Linked DNA regions of Mus musculus: regions 1, 3 and 4 are each linked to region 2. The links are chromatin contacts, called in public Hi-C maps. All regions are on one chromosome and are shown on one strand. The core of a region is the stretch at or near the end of the contact, and the rest is flanking DNA. Distances in the headings are between cores, read along the strand shown.

Region 1 (2,700 bases), core at 45-2,544, 450 kb before region 2:
GTACATGCTCAGTATGTCAAGACTCACTCAGATGCAGGGATAGAGCCGAGAAGAAAACAGAAATCATAGCCCATCAGTTCACATGCAGCTTACACATCCCTAGGTGGGCAGACAGACAGACAGACTGACTGACAATTATCTCATAATAGGAAACTGCACAAATGCCAGGTGACATGACAGTTATCTTCAAAGAACCGGAGGTCCTATCAGGTGTGGTGGCTCACACTGTGGATCCCAGCACTGGAAAATCAAAGGCAGGAGGGTCAAGGCCAACTTGGGCTCCCTGGCAAGAAGAGAGGACATATTTTAGGCTGAAAACGAATATCTACATTTTTGCTCGACTTTGCACTACTTCCTATTTTAGAAAAGTGGGAAGAAACTCTGGAACCACTTTGCAGAGACCTTTGGTTGGTATTAAACTGCATATCCACAGGGAAAACACGTTTTCCAACCTGATGTCTAATGTCTGTGTGACAATGTAGCTTAGCCGCCCCCCCTCCCCCAACAGTGTTAACAATGTCAGTTTCAAAAGTGTGTGGGAATCAGGGGCATTAAATTTAAATACCTGGATATGGGCATACCTAGCATGGATAAATGCATATTTCTCCTTAATATGACATGAAAGGTCAATATGTAAAATGACTGACCTAACGAGCTTTGCTCCAGGGTAGGGAGAAGGACAGGAATACAGCAAAGACCTCGGGGCTTTCGTTTTCTATGGTGCTGAGACACGGTAATTGTTTGATGATCAATCTGCAAGCTTTCTCCCCACAAACCTCTCTCAGCTTAAAGTCAAATGGAAAGCTAGGTGTGGTGGCACTTGTCTGTCATCCCAGAGTGTGTGGAGGCTGAGGCAGGAAGACTGCTGAGAGTTCAAGTTTAGGATACATAACAAATGTGAGAGCAGCCTAGCTCTCAAACAAAAAAAGGGTTAGGGTTAGGGTTAGGGCTAGATCCTTTCTCAGACAAAAGAAAACAATTAAAAATTAGACTCAAGTATTTCTGGGTTTACAGGGATGTCTGTCTACCTCTTAGTGTATGTGTTGAGAGGACTTGAGAACTGTACCATCAAAGTCAGGTCTACGGCACTCTCCTGAGACCAGGGTGAGATTGGGGTTAGCAATCCTGCATTTTAATTGTCTCTGTTGTAAGCAAGGATGGTCTATCTGCATTGGTCTGGCTCCAAGTGCTCTCTATCAATCACAATGCCTGGCTCATCCCCAGTCTCCTCGAGGTCGTGTTGAATTTCTACACACAAGAGGCACGCAGAGCAAATCTGAAGAGAAAGAGCCCTCTGTGTCTGGATCTGGAAATTCTCCCTCATTTTAAACTTAATGAGAGGCCAGAGCCCCAGGGCTCACAATTCGCTGTGGCTTGAGAGGTTTTATTCTGCTCCTAAAAGCAATAAGATGCTATCTCTAATTTCAACAAATTAGTCATATTTCTGTATCGAAGGGGACACTGATTTTAAAATGTGATGTTCCTCAGGTCTCCCAGGACAAATGCTACTTCTGGGAAGGGCACTTATCAAGTGGGAGGCTCCCATGAACCCTGGGCCCACAAGACTCTCCACTGGAAGCAACTGTTCCCTGGGAAGGAGCCAAAAGGCCCAACTCTCGAAATGTGGAAAAGGGGAGGAAGGGGGAGGGACATGGGACTATGGTGCCTCTCAGAGGACACATAGCCACATGAATGTCAGAGCATTGATGTGACAGAGGATGCTCTTCCCTCTTCCAGGGCAGCTCTTACCCTCAAGGGGCTAGGCCTCTACAGGAGATCTCTGCAATCTCAGGAAGTAATGACATGTAAGTGCACTGTGGGTCATGGACACACTTCAACACTTGGCAAGCTGTGCACGCATGGATATTTCCCAAGATGTGGAGGTCACATTTTGCTTCTCATTTTTTCTAAGTTTTCTTTTGTAATGGGAGAACACTGTTTCTGAGGATCCCTAGATCCTGAGCAGACTGGGCTCACAGAACTGAAGAGATAAGATCCCAGTGTGGGAGGAACTGGGGCAATGGCGTTGCGTTGGATGCTTTGACAGTACTAGACATGACTCTAGAACAGTGATTCTCAACCTGTGGGTCACTACCCCTTTGGGGGTCAAATGACCCTTCACAGGGTGGCCTAAGACCATCAGAAAACAGAGAAATTTACATTATGACTCATGACAGCCGCAAAATTACAGTTATGAAGTAGCAACAAAAATAATGTTATGGTTGGGGTCACCACAATATGAGTAAGTGTATTAAAGGGTCACAGCATCGGAAAGGTTGGGAACCACTGATCTAGAGCGTAGCAGCCATGCTCTTTCAGCTATTCATTTTGCATAAGTGCTTGGGCCAGAAACACAGCTCCAAGCTGTGGTCCACAGTGGGGTGAGGATGTCTTTACAAGCTATCTATTGAAACCCTGACCCTAGACTCTTCAACAGAAATGACGATTAGGATGAGTCATAAGCAGGCCAAGTCTGAGTTGGCCAGGAGGGATCTGAACACAGAATTAAGCACGAGAGAGAGAGAGAGAGAGGCAAAGAGAGACAGAGAGACAGAGACAGAGACAGAGACAGAGACAGAGAGAGGAGCTTAGAGGAAGAAGACAGCAAGGTGTGGGTGGTGCACACTCTACTTCTCAAAGGAGAGTCATACTTTATTTGTATTGATCAATTGGCAAACGTCTCAGATACACAAAATAAAC
Region 2 (2,700 bases), core at 181-2,680:
TTGTAATTCTCCAGCCTCTCCTTGCAAATGAAAAGAGTTACGTGCATGCGCCCACATGCCTAGCTTAAAAGAAGAAAAATGGGGGTTAGGAGCGCAGCTCATCTAAGAGACTACTCGCCAAGCATGCATGAAGCCCTGGATTTGATCCCTAAAATCAAGTAGACTGAAAGTTGTAGTGTATGCCTATAATCCCCACCCTGGAGAGGTGGAGGCAGGAGGATCATAAGGTCAGGGCCATCCTTGGCTACATAGCAAAGTTGAGGTCATCCTGAGCTACATGAGACCCTGTCTCAAAAACTAAAAAGGAGGCAAATTATTAAATTTATTTTACACCATTTGGGGATGTATTATGTCATTATGTCAAACCATGCATTTCTTGCTTAAGATAAATTTTTATTTATTTTAGTTGAAGGGAAAATATATATGGAAAGTCGAGTGGGAGTGAAATATTTAAATATATAACTCCCTCAGGCAGTAACAGGTATAACATCTCTAGGTTGGAAACACAAAGGAGCTTAATGACTTTAAATGAATGACCTTCGTTAAAAATGAAGATCACGGCTGGTATGAGACCTAGGGCCCCAGTTAGTTGAGAAAGAGTTTGTGGAATTTGAATTTTTAGAATTTAAGTTATTTATTATTTGGAGACAAGGTCTCACATAGCCCAGGCTAGCTTCCATGTAGGTGAGACTGGTCATGAACTGTTTGATCCTCTAGAGTACTGGGACTACAGAGTGGGCCATACACCTGGGCTGCATATGGGTTTGAATTCTCTCCCCTCAAGAGAGGGAAATAGAGGAAGACAAATATGTGATTAAGCCATAGCCAACGGATGATAGATGGTCAGGGCACGAGCTTAGGAGGACAAGACTCAGCTATGATTTGAGACCATTGCAGGAAAGTCTAACAGGGCAGGAATCACAGAGCACAGAAGGCTTTCTTTCCCAACACCCATCAGAAAGTGCTAAATTAATTGATGAGGGGGACTCCCCCCAAACTCCCCTCTACAAAGGGGCTTTCTTCACTGTAAAGCAAACTTTGCCACTCTCCAGCCAGCTTGAATAATTGTGGCATGTTCTAGAAGCTATTCACTGGGAAGTCACGGCCATGCCCTCAAGAGACTGTAGGAGCAAGACTTTTCCTTAAGAGGCAGGTCACTCTGCAGACTCAGTGCCCCTGCCTGTTCCCAGCATGCATCACTCCCACGCCAGGGCTCAAACAAGATGGCAACTCCCTGAAGAGTCTCCTCAGCCACCCACAAGAAGCCACTGAGCAGAAGTCCTCATCAGAGGCGATCACTGCCACAGGTCAGTCTCGTGGTTCCTCCTGATTAACAGCCTGGCCTATCAAAGAAGCCAGGAGTGACCACAACACTTCAAGTGTTTTGAAAGCCCCAGCTGGCAGAGTGTCAGCGTGCACCGAGCCAGCCCTCGGTGTGTTGTCTAACCGCATGACCTTCTCCAGGAACCCATTCCTTTGGCTGACAGTCTTCTGTGGAGACAGAGTGTCCCTCTTGCGGTTCACAAATACCACTTAGGCTGTGTTTCAGCTCTGCCCAGGCACTGGAAGCTCTGGGTCTTGCTGCCTTCTTATCCCCTCCCACGGAATCTTGGGAGTGCTCCGCTTCCCTGATTTGTTTGTTCGATTTGTTCTCTTCGAATCATTTCAATTTTTTTTTAAATTTCTCTTTCGCCCCGTCCCTGTCTCACTTCCAACTTTTTTCTCTTGAGCTCAGATAAAAATAAGCAGAAGCAACACACTGTGTGTGTCATGGCCCCTCTCACCAGGTTCCCCGCGCAGACCTCTTTCGCTGGACGCATGGCTTTTATTATAAACATACGACTGCTTATTTATTAATTATTTTATTTATCATCTGTTCTTAATGCAATAAATCCACAGCCCACCGAAAGAAAATCAGGAGTCCCAACACAATCCTACAGCGGTCCATTTGGTAACTCTGGTCACTCCACATGGGCACCCCATGGGCACCACATGGGTCACCAAGGTAACCCGGCACACACACCAGAGGAAGCCTGTGCCTCGTGCCTTCCTTCCCTTTACTCTCTTCAAACTCCTTCTTTCACACAGTTCCATCTACCAAAGCTCCCTGATACTCAACCACCCTAGACCTTTACATTTACGAGCGAGTGTAATGTCACCTGTTACTGCTTTGTCCATTTAGTCCTGTTGTATGCTAGAACCACTTTTGCTATTTGTTTTAAAATAAGCTCAAACTTAAAACAATGGTTTGAGGGTGGGGGATTGTTTTTGGTTTGGTTTCTGTCCTTCTATTGTGCACGTGATGGGTGTGGAACAGTGGGGGATGGGGAGAATTCAGCTCATGTGAACACACACTAACCATCTGGCTGCCTGAGGAGCTCTTGGAATTCTCCCCTCTCTACCCTCATAGGCTGGGCCATCCTGGGATCGATGTGTCCATGTTGGGGAATCGAACCCAAGTCCTTGTGCTAGAAGACAAAGTACTCTTACCCACTGGCCACTTCACCAGCCCCCGAAAAGGCCTTAATAGGACCAGCAACATAGCTCAATTGGTAGACTGCACATCTTGCATGCGCAGAGCCCTAGGCTCAACCCCTAGCAGAATATAGATTTTTAAAAACTAACAATAGAGTAAATATAAAATCCCCGCATGATGGGACTCGCCTGAAAGTCCAGCACTTGGGAGGCAGAGTCACCAGC
Region 3 (2,700 bases), core at 168-2,667, 410 kb before region 2:
GCTTACCATCACATATTGGATGATGGGATAGAGGCCATGAAAGTGATCCTCTGTAGTGGGCTTCGTAGATGATGTTAGAGAGGCGTCTCTGGGATTTCAGGAGTAAATACACTGAACAGAGTAGAGAGACACTGGTTTCCTTAGCATAGGTGAGACTCACTGAAATGACCCATTTGGAACACAGATCATACTCCAAGGTTCCACAGCACCTCAGCCATGGCCTCCCTCACCTGAAACTGCACAAATGAAATGCTCACCCCAGGGTCTTGGTGCTTCTAGGGGAAGCATGCTTGTCCCTGGGGTCCCAGAGCCAGCCCTGCACTGTCTGGTGTCAGAGCCACCATCCATGGCCTTACATATCTTCTTCTCTTCCAGAACTCAAACAGCAGAGTGGTCCTGAAACTCGATCAACTAAACCCAAATGACCTCAAAACTCATGGATTACACTTTCCTGAATATAGTTGGGATTTTAGCAGCAAATACATTTGGCTCCTCACAGTTCGTTCTCCTGAACTTTCTGTCTGGACGCCGGGTCTTAGCGGGACGCCAGGAAGGGGCGGGACACCACCTGCAGTTTCCAGGCTGATGGCGTGGATTTTATTAACCTCCATAGTCGTGCCTGCCTCCTCGTTTGAAGACTTTTGTGAAAGGCAGCTTGAGAGATGTCTACTCATAACTTCCAGTCCCTGGTGGGAAAATGCTCCTAGGTTCAGAACTCAGAAAGGGAAAGCCAAAATCGCTTCTAGGGAACACTCGGTTGCTTTTAACAAACCCATTTGTCTGTCATTTTCATTTTATTAACAACAGCACCAGAGCCCTTTGGTGCTTCTATGGCTGTGTTCTCTCTTTACTCTGATTTTATTCACTTGGTCCGCAAATACCGTTAGCATTTAGTCTAGGCTCCGCCCCACGGTTACCTGGGAACAGCCAGGTGTGCCTCGCTCACTATAAAAGGGGCTGCTTGCCCCCTCCTCTCTCTCTTTCTCCCTTGCTCTCCCTCTGTCCTCTCGCTCTTTCCCCAGCTTCTCCCCTAATACTTCTGCCATCAAACCCAATCCCAGGTACTTCGGTCTCTTTCCCGAGCCTTGGTGTGAGAACCGGTCTTGTCTCCCCCTTGATGAAAGCTGTTCTTGCCCACCTGCTGCCAAGAAGGCAGAGGCCAGCTCAGCTGAGGCTGCGCCCTGGGGGAGGGCGGCAGGAGGCGAAGGTTCCAGTGAGGAAGAACAGACCACTAATAAATCGCACAGTCATTACCCTTTATGCATACTTCTTCTAATAGGTGTTGCAGATTCCTGCCTCCTAATAAGGAAAGGAAGTGGGAACACATAAATTCTCTCAAGGGAGTCAGACAGCCCGAAGCCACGTTCGACAGCTGCAAACGTTACCATGCGCACACAAGCAAAACATGGCTTTAAAGAGCCATCCAGGGCTAGATTCTGGCAAGGTTCCCTTGGATCTAGACTGTGTTTTTGCATTGCTATAGCCGAAAAGGAGAGCATTTCTCCCGCCAGCCACACGGGCTGGGCTGATTAAATAAACAATGACATTAATTGATTGATGGAAAGAGGCTTTATTGAATGCATCCCAGCCTTGGTCTTTATCCCAGAGATTTGTTTGTTTGCCTGCTGGAATGTTTAGTTGTTTACTTAACTGATTCTCTCTCTCTCTCTCTCTCTCTCTCTCTCTCTCTCTCTCTCTCTCTCTCTCTCTTCCTCCTCTTGTTCTTCCTCCTCCTCCTCCTCCTCCTCCTCGATCTTACCTAAGCCATTCAAGTTCTGGCACAAGAAAGAAGCATTTTGAAAGTTTTTCTCTGCACTGCCACCTTGCCACGAGTCTACCACGGGCTTAGTAACGCTGCCTCCTAGCCGGCCGGCTTTTTTATCTTCTAGAATTTGCTTTTCCTGGGGCCATCTAAGGGTTTGTTGAGGATGGGCTGCCCCATACATACCTGGTGATGCAGAGAAGGAATTCAAGGCCGAGTTTAACAGGCTATTTCTCCATCCCCCTCCCCCAACCCTAGGCTCTATGGTTTACAGAGAACATCCATGAGAGTAGGTAGGGCCAGGGTTTACAAGGAATCCAGAAGGTTAGGGCAGCAGACAAGAATTTGTTGCCTGTTTCGATTTTGTCCAAGGTTTGGCTTTGTTATAATTATATGACTGAGTCTTTCCTAGGAGTTCCTGTCAGCTCTCCCCAGGGAGAGCTCCGGGTCCTACCACACAGCTTCTTTCATCCTTCACACTGGCATGGCCAAGGAAGGGACTTTGGGAATCAGTGTGTGATTCTGAGCTACTTCTGACTTCTCGACTTCAGGATTGTTTTGCCCCATTTTTCACCAGCAGAGGCTAAGATGCCCTTGCTCAGAAGACCAGCAGAACTCGGAGCCTTGCATCTCCCCCCAGATGGCAGGAAGGGGGCTATGTTCCCCGTTTTTTGTTTTTTGTTCTTTGGTATGGTAACTATCAGCATTTCTTCTAGGCTCTACCCTACAGTTACCTGCCAACACTCATATGCCTGACTCACTATAACAGGGGCTGCTTGCCTCTTCCTTACTCTCTTACTCCCTTCCTCTCTTTCCTCTCTGCCCCTTCTCTCCTCATTCCCCTCCCCCCTCTCTCCATGTGTTCAAGGTTAGCCTCTACTCCCCGTGCCCTAAATAAATTCTATTCTACCCTATACCCATCATTGTGTGGTTAGTTC
Region 4 (2,700 bases), core at 46-2,545, 370 kb before region 2:
CACATTGATCATTACATCTTCCCATTGACCACTGCCTGCGAAACTCTTCCTACTGCAGACGCCTGTTTGGGAATTCTCTGTGCCAAGGAATGATATAGGAGGAATACATTTCAAAAAGCAAACATCAAAGTACCCTCTAGCAAGTTTCTATGGGGACCAAGAATGAGATTTTGCGGACCAGTAAAGCTTCAGAGATAGGAAGCTTGAGTTCATCATTGCACCTTTATGCTGCCCATCAGCTGTTGAGGGATGGCTCTCCTCTGCACTCCTTATCTGTTCATCACATGGCCTGCTAAGGGTTTGGTGGTAAAGGAAAGTCAGCACACTGTCAGTGTGTGGTGGCACGGATGGCCATCTTGACTTCCCCTAAGTTCTTGTCTGGACCAGCACACCTCGACCTATCAGATGGGAACTGAGAAGCAGACTGCTCCAGGCCTCTGTGGTCCAGCCTATGAGAGGAAAGAAGAGATTGAGGATGGCCCTGAACAGCAGGGAGCATCACACACATCCCCCGGAAGTCGCAGCTCAAACTTTGCACCATGCCTGAGAATGAGTTTGCCCACAGCGTCTGGCGAGCAAACAAATACAGAAACTCTTCAAACTTCACTGGAGTGGAGGGGTGGGTGCCGGGATGGTGTTATACACCTTATCAAAAGCTCAAATTGATTCAGATCCAATTAGAACCACTTTTGTCAAAATCCCAAAGATGTCAAAAGACACGGAAGCAACAGAAAGATGGAAACTGTCTCCAGCAGCCAGCACACGGTACCCACGGCTTTCTTTTGTCCACCCCTGCCCCCACCCCCACCCCCTAGCTCTCTCTTGTTTTCATCCACAGCCTCTCCAGAGCAGCCTTGGAAGACCTTGGACGACCACAGGGTAGGATAACATCTCCCTCTGAAATCCAGAGAGCAGCTGGTTTTTTACTCAGCAGCAAACAGGAATGCCATTTCCTTACTTCTCCAGACATGCTTGCACCATAGAAATAGCCGGGTCGAAGGACTGAGTATTTCTATGCACAGGCTCCTTCTTTTTTTTTTCCACAGACTTCTAACTTAATAAGGAACGGCTGGATACTGTAACTTTTTGGCAGAGAGAGGGAAAAAAAAGAGAAAAGGGGAGAGAGCCAGAGGGGAGGGGAAAAGAGAGGGAGGGAGGGAAGGGAAAGGGGGGGGCTCTTTTTCAAGACGGAATTGTTTACGATCTTTGTCTGGCTGGTGCCACCTGACCCCCTGGGAAGGGTAGAGTTTCTCCACATCCATCACGCCTACAGAGGGCTGTGTCAGGAGCCCGGAGGCCCTCCCCCTGCCCATCTATGACTGATGAATCACTGCAGTGCTCTGAGACACCCAGGCTGGACTGGAGAAGGTACATTCCCACCTCGCTCAGGACACTGTTGCTTTTGTGAGCACACTCCTCCCTTGTCTCTGCATCTCCCGCCTCTCATCTCATCTCTGCGGAGACCTACCTATGCAAGGGGTTGCTTTTCCCAAAATGTCGCCGGAAACCATCAGCATTCCAATGTGAGCAAAATGGCTGTGCCTGTAATAAACTGGGGCCTAGCCATTAAGGTATCAGGATCCCAAAGAGCATTTTGCAACACAGAGAGGCTGATGTCAGGCCTGACAAGATAGTTATCTGGTAAGAGCACAGACATTTCTCCAACCTGGCTCTCCACCCAGGAAAACACTGTGAATGGCTTAGGCTTTGGCTTTCTCTGGGAGCTCAGTTTCTAGCATGTTGGCAGAGCTCCAGCCTGATTTATAAACCTTCTGAAGCTCCCCTGCTTATCTGTCAAAGTGAAATTTAGATAAAGTTCCTCTGCAAGTAGAGATCAGGCCCAGCTGAATTGCAGCCATTAAATAGGCCTGGAAACTCCCTGTCAAGCACCGAAGCCAGCTCATCTTAGTATTGCATAGAAGAATCTTGAAGAACTACGGCACCGGGTCACACTATTTCATCTCTAAGAATCCCACCCCCGAAATTAATAAAGGCATTCTTTACTATCACATCTGATAAAGTGTCGAAGATTGCTGAATGGCCCTCAGTTCTTCCCAAGAATTACAACAGTTCTGGAAAGTCCTTTACATACATAAACACACACACACACACACACACACACACACACACACACACACACCATATACCAGAAACTGCAAAGTAGGCTTGAGTCCAAAACTAGAGCATGCAGAGCTGTCCTGAGACAGTGACAGCCAGAGGAAACTGGTCCTATCTAAAGGTCACTCACTGTCCCATACCCCGTACACAAGTACACAAGTCTGACACTTAATGTTTTTAAGAAAAGTCATCGATTCCGATGCTTGGGTGCAAGCTTTGAATGGTAGCCTCCGATTCAGCTTCAAGCCAAACAACATGTATGCAGAAGGATCTATCTATTACATAGTATGGAGGTATGACTCTTAGCAATTCACAGTGTTTCTAAACGATTACAAAAGTGTGACATTCCACAACATGGATAAATGATATGCATGAGATGGTAACATTAATTACCTTAGTTTGATCATTAAACAGTGCATATGTATGTCTAAGTTATCAAACTGCACCCCACAAAATATGCACAGAAAAGTACAGTTGGGCATGCAGATTTAGGCCTGCAGTTCTTAGCTGAGGTGGGAGAATTGTTGAGTTCAACGCCAAACTAAGCTAAGTAGCAAATTCCAGGCCAGCCTAGTCTATAAA

What was found. A called contact is a pair of places that touch in the nucleus more often than the background predicts.
Region 1: a contact with region 2 is called in a Hi-C map of uterus, with 2.2 times the contacts expected there. The contact joins two enhancer-like sites. A contact is called at or near these places in 4 of 39 promoter capture datasets (the 3T3-L1 cell line, cranial neural crest and hippocampal neurons), 2 of 15 datasets of contacts at CTCF or cohesin (both in the NIH/3T3 cell line), 5 of 484 Hi-C or Micro-C datasets (adipose-derived mesenchymal stem cells, muscle stem cells and uterus), 3 of 115 datasets of contacts at active chromatin or transcription factors (astrocytes, differentiating embryonic stem cells and heart atrium) and 1 of 9 other capture datasets (embryonic stem cells).
Region 3: a contact with region 2 is called in a Hi-C map of uterus. The contact joins two enhancer-like sites. A contact is called at or near these places in 2 of 15 datasets of contacts at CTCF or cohesin (the NIH/3T3 cell line and embryonic stem cells), 9 of 484 Hi-C or Micro-C datasets (the BV-2 cell line, embryonic stem cells, myocytes and 3 more), 5 of 115 datasets of contacts at active chromatin or transcription factors (astrocytes, embryonic stem cells and fibro-adipogenic progenitors) and 2 of 9 other capture datasets (embryonic stem cells and embryonic trunk).
Region 4: a Hi-C map of uterus shows a contact between it and region 2, with 3 times the contacts expected there. The contact joins two enhancer-like sites. A contact is called at or near these places in 4 of 39 promoter capture datasets (cranial neural crest, frontonasal cranial neural crest, maxillary cranial neural crest and 1 more), 1 of 15 datasets of contacts at CTCF or cohesin (the NIH/3T3 cell line), 1 of 484 Hi-C or Micro-C datasets (uterus), 3 of 115 datasets of contacts at active chromatin or transcription factors (astrocytes, embryonic fibroblasts and fibro-adipogenic progenitors) and 1 of 9 other capture datasets (embryonic stem cells).

Annotation. Positions count from the first base shown.
Region 1 is chr13:60,297,810-60,300,509 of GRCm38.p6, reverse strand. No RefSeq gene overlaps it. Among named protein-coding and RNA genes, the nearest start is that of Gm5084, 94 kb to the right of the region's middle. Within about 2 kb of position 1,294, at least 36 of the 459 cell types and tissues checked have an H3K27ac peak or open chromatin away from gene starts, as enhancers often do. A contact at or near this core is called in heart atrium and uterus, where this site is marked.
Region 2 is chr13:59,852,376-59,855,075 of GRCm38.p6, reverse strand. No RefSeq gene overlaps it. Among named protein-coding and RNA genes, the nearest start is that of Tut7, 31 kb to the right of the region's middle. Within about 2 kb of position 1,430, at least 30 of the 459 cell types and tissues checked have an H3K27ac peak or open chromatin away from gene starts, as enhancers often do. A contact at or near this core is called in heart atrium and uterus, where this site is marked.
Region 3 is chr13:60,266,383-60,269,082 of GRCm38.p6, reverse strand. No RefSeq gene overlaps it. Among named protein-coding and RNA genes, the nearest start is that of Gm5084, 62 kb to the right of the region's middle. Within about 2 kb of position 1,417, at least 38 of the 459 cell types and tissues checked have an H3K27ac peak or open chromatin away from gene starts, as enhancers often do. A contact at or near this core is called in uterus, where this site is marked.
Region 4 is chr13:60,224,961-60,227,660 of GRCm38.p6, reverse strand. No RefSeq gene overlaps it. Among named protein-coding and RNA genes, the nearest start is that of Gm5084, 21 kb to the right of the region's middle. Within about 2 kb of position 1,295, at least 77 of the 459 cell types and tissues checked have an H3K27ac peak or open chromatin away from gene starts, as enhancers often do. A contact at or near this core is called in uterus, where this site is marked.